Linked DNA regions of Mus musculus: region 1 is linked to region 2. The links are chromatin contacts, called in public promoter capture Hi-C maps. All regions are on one chromosome and are shown on one strand. Each heading gives the region's core, a stretch centred on a gene start, on an enhancer-like site or on the middle of the called end of the contact. The rest is flanking DNA. Distances are from core to core; before and after follow the strand shown.

The links. Promoter capture Hi-C pulls out the DNA fragments that hold promoters and counts their contacts.
Region 1: a contact with region 2 is called in a promoter capture Hi-C map of liver, with 2.4 times the contacts expected there. The contact joins two enhancer-like sites.

Annotation. Positions count from the first base shown.
Region 1 is chr1:60,713,930-60,717,791 of GRCm38.p6, forward strand. No RefSeq gene overlaps it. Among named protein-coding and RNA genes, the nearest start is that of Cd28, 31 kb to the right of the region's middle. Within about 2 kb of position 2,077, at least 39 of the 459 cell types and tissues checked have an H3K27ac peak or open chromatin away from gene starts, as enhancers often do. A contact at or near this core is called in liver, where this site is marked.
Region 2 is chr1:59,897,419-59,901,348 of GRCm38.p6, forward strand. No RefSeq gene overlaps it. Among named protein-coding and RNA genes, the nearest start is that of Fam117b, 14 kb to the right of the region's middle. Within about 2 kb of position 2,428, at least 16 of the 459 cell types and tissues checked have an H3K27ac peak or open chromatin away from gene starts, as enhancers often do. A contact at or near this core is called in liver, where this site is marked.

The sequences.
Region 1 (3,862 bases), core at 827-3,326, 820 kb after region 2:
GTTAATTGTGTCACTTCTACTTCTCTCTGACTTTCCACTCCCTATCATGTTTTGATTTGAGAAGAGATTCCGAACCATCACATGCAACTGAGTATAAGGGTGGCTTGATCAGGGTCTCTCTCTTTAAGCAGAACAACACTGTCTGCAGGTTGCTACAGCAAGGTGTAATGAAAAGGAGGATTATACTGTTCTGGATGAGACAATGTTCACTGCCGTCAGACGATGAAGGGCTCACGTTTTCCTCTCCACTAGACTTCCTGTTGTGTTTGACCACTCATTTCAGTTAGGATTTTAGCAGTCAAATGAGTTTTTCCCAAAATACTTTATTTTAACTTAAATTTTGTGTTTGGTTTTTCCCTATGACCTGATATATATAAAACCATGGCTGGCTTGGAACTCATTATATAGATGAGGTTGACTTTGAATTTACAGTGATCCTCCTGCCGCCTGCCCATGTAACAATAGTATAGGCACGAGCCAGCCATGCCCAGCATCCTTAAAGAGATTTTTAACAAAGGGACACCTTTCAGAAGTGTGGAAAGGGTTAATAGAGATAACATGAGTATGGGAGGACCAAGGAAACTAGGCATGTTGGAAAGCTGTTACTGCTCTTAGACTTGAGGGGACATTGGGGACAAGTGGGGAGAACCCAGCAAGAGCTAGATCTGCAGAGAGGGCCACACAGTCAGAGTGAGAGCTATGTAGAGGTTTGCCATAAGTGTCAAACCTAGTCAGTCAGGGCAAGGGTAGACTGACAAATGCTTAGGTTTCTCTCCTCCTACCCACAGAGTCTCATGTAATTGATGGAATCCAAACAGAAGGCAAAAGGTTCAAGAGAGTCCAGGTTATACTGCCCAAAGTGGTCAGAACAGGTCAAACCTGGTCTCTTCAATTCTTCAGTACTGCCAAGGTCTGCCTTTCAGTTTCTCCCATATGCAACACTTCATTAAACTCAGGAAAAATTAGAAATCTGAATTTTTTACTTTTTCCAAGACCAGGATCCTGATACATAGTTCAGGTTGGCTTTGAACTTGTGGTCCTCCTGCCTCAATCCCCTTGCTTCTGGGATTGCAGATGTGTGCTACCATCTGGATGCAGAACTAGTCCTCCTCCTCCCCTTCCCTTTCCCCTCTCCTCCCCCATCCCTCTCTGTTTAGTCTTAGAGGCACAATGAGCAGGACATGTTGAGAAACGACACACTGAAGGGCAGATGGAAGTCAAACTATCCTGCTTATGACTGATCAGTTTAGGTTGCAGGGAAGAGCTCAGTGTGGGGACCTGTGACTCTGCCAGCACCACCTGGAATTCATCTTTCCCAGTGAGACCCAGAGACAGCACCAAAGCTAGCTCTTGAAGGAAAACAGAGAATAGTTGCTTTCTTTTGGGGAGGAAAAATGTGGGTCTGCCCACTAAGATGAAGCTGGGAATGTAGGGTTTGGGTTATACCCTGTGAGGGCATCTCTTGCCTAAGAGGAAGATGGCTGGAGCTGGGCCACAGATGCCTGGTTATTCTTCTTTAGTGTACACAGTAGAGAAGTCCCACTAGTGCACTGTAGCAGACCAGCCGAGGACATTGTCTTTCTTACCCTGTTTCTCTTGCCTTCAGGAGTCAGGCACACTGGGGACAGGAATACACAGATGAGTGATTTTACTCTAAGTGAGAACACTAATAGTTACTGAAGATGTTCTTTAAGGATGGATGTGGCTTTCATCCATTTGTCACGAGGTTTGCACAGCTGACACTCTAATGACCTATTATTAACTGGGCTTTGGCGATGGTAAAACAGAAGCTTGGCCAAGTTAAGGGACTTGCTCAGAGCCACAGAAACGAGCTAGCGGCAGAGCTATGATTCAAATCTAGACAGTTTGGCTGCAGAGCTAGTGTTCTTAACTCCTTTCCATGTCCTGGAGACAGGCCTGTGAACAAATAATTACAGTGTAATGAATGAGGTAAGTGCTAACGGGGCTGTGTGGAGTAGAGGAAGGAGTGACAGCCGATCTGAGAGTCAGCCATTTGTACAAATTCCCTTGCCCACTGCCAGAAATGAGCACAGCAGAGTCTTTTTAGGACTTGCGTTATTATTACATAGGAAGAGCCTCAGCTATGGAGGTCAGCTCATGCTGCTCTGCTGCCTGGCTCATGCATAGCAACACTTAAAACAATTTCTTCCTGATACTCTGGATCCCTTCCAAGAGTTTTGTTCCAGTTTTCGGATAAGGCAGAAACAGGAAAAGGATGTGCTAATGTTTCCTGACCTAGGTTGGACTTTGGAATAGGTTTGTAATTAAAATATTGTTAAGGTTCGATGGCATGTATATACATTATCTGTATTCTGTATTTATATAAATATTCTGTATTTATATGCCCCAATAAATGTGCTGTAAAAAACAAAACCCATAAACACCAGGTGTGAGACTGGTTAAATCTTCCCATTTCTGTGGTTTATAGGTCTATGTTGAGTATAGGTTGTTTATTAATATTTCTTACCTCAAGTATCTTTTCTTTCCAAAACAGTAATGATTTAGTTGCAGTATATCATGATTTCTGCTAATAGCACAGAAACAAATTTACGTCTTTTTCTCATTCCTTTAGGAAGAACTTGTATCGATGTGGTTTCCACTACTGCTTTGCCTTTCAGAGGTCTTTGAGCTATTGAGCATCCATATATTTGGTTCTTAAATTACTTGATATTCGAGTATCGTTCGTTTATTTGGCCAAGTAGATACTCGAAGCAGGTGCTGTTCATTGCCGCCAAGCACTGGCCCATTCATGCCAGGATGTTAAGCACATCCTGTAGCTTGGTGTAAACACCAGGTGGGATTCTAATCCACTCACCAGAGAGTCTTCTTCCATTCCTCCTCAGTGAGTGGAAGCCAGAGGGAAGTCCCAGTCAGGAATTCTCTGTGCCTTTAGAAGTCAGCAACTCCAAAGGACACAAGAAGGGAACTGGCCCAGTCACTCCCAAGCCTCCTCTGTACATAGCTTCTTTCTTGGTACCATCCCAGAAGCTCTCAGAGAAGTTCCAAGTTGACATGTAAGTCCTTTCTTGGACTAGTTTACCTTCAGTTGAAGTGTGGAGACATTCTCTTTCCTTTCCAATGTTGAAGTTGTCTGGGAGTCACCTTGGATAATTCTCCTATTATGTATAGGGAAAGGAAGACAAAATGAAACAAGGTGACCCTCACAACCATGGGGTCAATAGTTGGGTATTGTGGTCATCAAGGTAGACTCCAGAGGTAAGAGCAAGCTTGCTTACACATCTGGCCAGATGTTATCACACAGTTGTGCACAAGAACCCTGGCTCCATTCTTTAGGATCTTTCATGCCTTAGTATGTCAGTGGATCCAACTAACACAGGTCTAATGAGCAGAGTAATTTGGGAGGGATGGGTACTACAACAGTTATGTAAGACAAGAGGTTATGTCTTCTGATAACATATCTATCATTAAGTGAAACAATCAGAAAGCTGAGGAGTGTGGTAGACTCCTGGATGTCTCTTGGTATTGATTTCCATTTTGTTCATTATCATTGAATTCTGAGTATGGAAATGGGAACGACCATGAAGCTACATTGGTCATGTGACTAAGCATTCGTCGATAGGAAATAAGCAGAAATACTCCAGTTTCTGGCTTGTGGCCTGAAAGAGAAGAGTGTGGTGACTTGATGGAAGGTAACTGAGTTCCTGATTCTTCAGTTGACATTTTGAGTCCTGATCTGACCTGCTTAGTTGCAGACTGTTGAAAGAGGTAGGAAAACACACCATTGTCTTTAGCTCCAATCAATTTGGGTGCTTGTCAGGTAGTCCCGAAAGGCTTTTCCTCCCTTTCCATTATCTATCTATCTATCTATCTATCTATCTAT
Region 2 (3,930 bases), core at 1,178-3,677:
AATTTCTGGTGTTTTCTATACACTCAGGACAATCCAGTTAAAAATTGACTTTCCCTTTTTCTCATCCATAAAAAATGGTAAAAGCAGCAACTGAATAGGGTTTCTGTGATGGGAAGATATGGGACGATGTGGGGAGTGTGGGTGGTGTGGGTGGTACTCAGCCAAGAGTTCAATAAAGGTTAACTACCAACGGAACTGCTAGCATCATCCTGGGCTTTAGAGGCTGAAGTCCTGGCAGCAGACTTTTATTACTGCCAGAGTAAGAAGGGAGCCAGGTGTGGTGGTGCACACCTGTGATTTCAGCAGTTAGGAGGTAGGCACAAGAGGGCCGGGAGTTCAGGGCCATTCTCAACTACATAGTGACTTTAAGAGCAGCCTATACTATGTGAGACAATCACCAAAACCAACATATCCCAAACATATACATCACACCACACACCACACACACACACACACACACCACACACACCACACACACCACACACACACACATACACACACACACATATACCACACACCACACACCACACACACACACACACACACACACACCACACACCACACACACACACACACACACACACACTAGTATGATAGGAGTATTATAGTATTATATACATCACGCCACACACACACACACACACACACACACACACCACACCACACACACACACACACACACACACACCACACACACCACACACACACATACCACACACACCACACATACACCACACACACACACACACACACACACATACACACACATACACACCCACTAGTAGGATAGGAGTATTATAGGCCAGAGGACTGCTACTCCAGTGATAATCTTCTCCCTAGAGAGTTGCAAAAAGAAGCCATTATGCCCTTAGCAATTATAGCTACTTAGGGGCTGAATCAAACAAAACCTTAGTTTTCTAAATACACAATCTTGATTAGGCCTTTGTTTCCAGTAAAAAGGGAGGAGTGATAAAGGGGGGACCAACTATAGTTTGTTCATCCCCCCCACCCCCAAGATAGGGTCTCATTGTATAGCCAAACTTATCCTCAAATGGAATAAGTTTTTGTTTTTCAGGCTGACCTCAAACTCAAAGCAGTCCTCCTGCCTCAGGCTCCTGAATGCTGCACACAATCTTTTTTATTCTTGTGCCAGGGACCTAAGTCACCCCACTGAGTACCATAGCTCAGGTCATTTCCTCAACTGACAATGAACAGCAGAGACAGGGCTAAGGTATGTATACTTACCATACGTCACAGGAAGCAGTGATCTGGTACTCTGCCGGTTGAATTAATTCTGTGTTCTGATTAAGTGATATTAAGACAGGGGATATAAAGGACAGGGCCCCCACAAGATGGCTCAGCTGGTAAAGGCACCTCCCACCAAACTTGACAATCTAAGTCTGAATCCCAGGACCTGTATGGTAGAAGGAAAATACTAATTCCCACAAGTTGTTCTGTTCCCTCTACACACATGCCCTGGCATACCTATACAACACACTACACACCCACCCAACCACACACACACACACACACACACACACACACACACACACACAGGAAGACAGTACAGGACCTAGGTAAGCATGGTAGCATATACTGTACATCACAGCAGAGGTAGAAAAATTACTGCAAGGTCAAAAGCCAGCTTGGTCAATATAGCTGGTTCCAAGCAAGCTAGGGCAACATCCTAAAAGTCTGTCTGAAAAAACAAATAGTTCTAATCATTAGTGAATGCAGTGATCGTAGAGCTCTGAACAGCCTTCACTCACACACACTTATCGGCAGTGTAAAGAACAGAGTACATTATAGAAGCGCAATGCTGTTGAATTGCACATGTGCAACACACGGCAGTTAACTGAGTAGCAAAATCCCTCTGTACCTACAGGCTGGAAGGATCAGGAGGAATGAATTAGTGCATTGTGGCTTGCATGTGCTTTCTTGGTTGTGCTTCCCAGCTCCCATTTGGCAATGGTAAAATGATTGCTGCGGCTCAGCACAGCAGTGATTGGTGTCAGGGAGCTCTCTGTGAGTGGCTTTTACAGAATTTGAAAGGGCAAGGCATATTTCACAGACTAGTCCTCAACTCTCCCCATCAAGTTGTCACCATAGAGACAGAAAACTTAAAGACTTCCTCCTAATCATTTTGGAAGCAAAATGTCTATTTCTGGCTGAGGCCTGGCCTCTCTGGAGTTTATAAAGAGTTTCTTACTGTCTGCTGTGTAGTGTGGAATTTAGCAACCTTTTGGGGGTCAGATGAACAGCAACTTTTAAAAAGGAAAAAACCTACTTCCTAGTTGGGTGATATTGGATAGGTCACCTATGGCCTGGCGGTAAGTCAGCTGCTCTCCAAGCTATGTCTCCTCAAGCTTTCTGTCTGCTTCTCTCTCATAACCTCCAGGGCAATCATCACCCTGAGGACAGAGCCCTGCAACACTTCAGTCATAAACTCAGCTATCAGTTGCCAAAGGTCATGTGGTTTCGGGACCTTCCTTTTAGTTAGTTCCTTAGGTTCCTGCAGATAACTAAAACAAAGCACTTCTCAGGAGCTTTCCTTTTTTTGCTTTTTTCTTTGCCTTTACCACACTACCAATGAAAGGTCTGTTTTTTGAATGATAATCTAATGTTTTCTAGAAAGATAAAGAATTTAATCTTTCAGGTAAGTGATGTTAACACTGATTTCAAAGTCAAATGGGATACATGGAAAAGCAGAGTTTATTTCAGTTGATTTTGTCTCTTGAAACATTAATGCCATAAGAAAGCACTTCATAGCCAGGGTGTGGCGGCACATGGTTTTTAATCCCAGCACTAGGGAGGCAGATGCAGGAAGATCGTGTGGGTTCCAGGGTAGCCTGGTCTACAGAGTTTCAGGACAGTCAGGGCTACAGAGGAACACTGTTTCAGAAAACAAAAGAAAACAAAACAAAAATGAAAGAAAGAAAAGAAAAAAAGAAAGTACTTCATCAAACTGTGCTGCCATGTAAGCTGATAGATAGTGTTTTCTTGGTTTCTTTTAACCACACTGGAACTGTTCTTTGGACACGTCCAAAATTGCAATGGAACCTATCAGGTTTTAACATGTATACCCCTGGGAGCCATAATTTTAACTCAAGGAATTTTTTTTCCAGAAAAATATTCCCATCAATTTTAGTCTACCTTGGGCTTGAGGGGTTGAAGCTAGCTCCTGCACTTGGTTCTAAGAACTCTGGGCAGGAACATTGTAGTCAAAGTCAACACCAGAGAAAGAGAGAGAGACAGAGACAGAGACAGAGAAAGACAGAGACAGAGACAGAGACAGAGACAGAGAAAAGAAAAGTCATGTGGCAGTCCTAGGTGAAGGTCCTAGGAGAAGCAGAGGGAGCCTAGTTGATGATTCCAAAAGTAAACGCCCCCAGGAGGCAAATCTCATCTGAGTATTCAGAGTTAACAACCAACTATTCTGTGGGAGTCACTTGACATTCGAGGAATGTGTCTATCATGAAAGCACACACCAATAAAAGGAATTTTAAGAAAGCAGCAACAATGTGTAAAGATCAGTTATTGCCATGGTGCGTGAAGATCAGTTATCTCCATGGTGCGTGAATGACCATCAGTGGAATGCTAGAATGGAAGAGGATAATTGGGACCAGGGGGTAGCTCAGTGGGTAAAGGTACTTGCTGCCAAGTCTGATGGCCAGAGTTCATTCCTCAGGTCCCATGTGTCAGAGAGAGAGAACCACCATGCACACACATATACACGGAATAAATAAGCACACAAATGTAATAAGAATATGTAGGCAAATACTATACAACTCTACCATGGGTGTGATGTTCTTAGAATCACAAGAACAAAGTCAATGGTGGTTTTCAGGAGCAGGAGGGAGGGGGAGGGGGTGTTTCAGTGTGTTGAGAAAGATCTTTCTGGAGAAGGCTGCACAGATAGTCATGCAAATC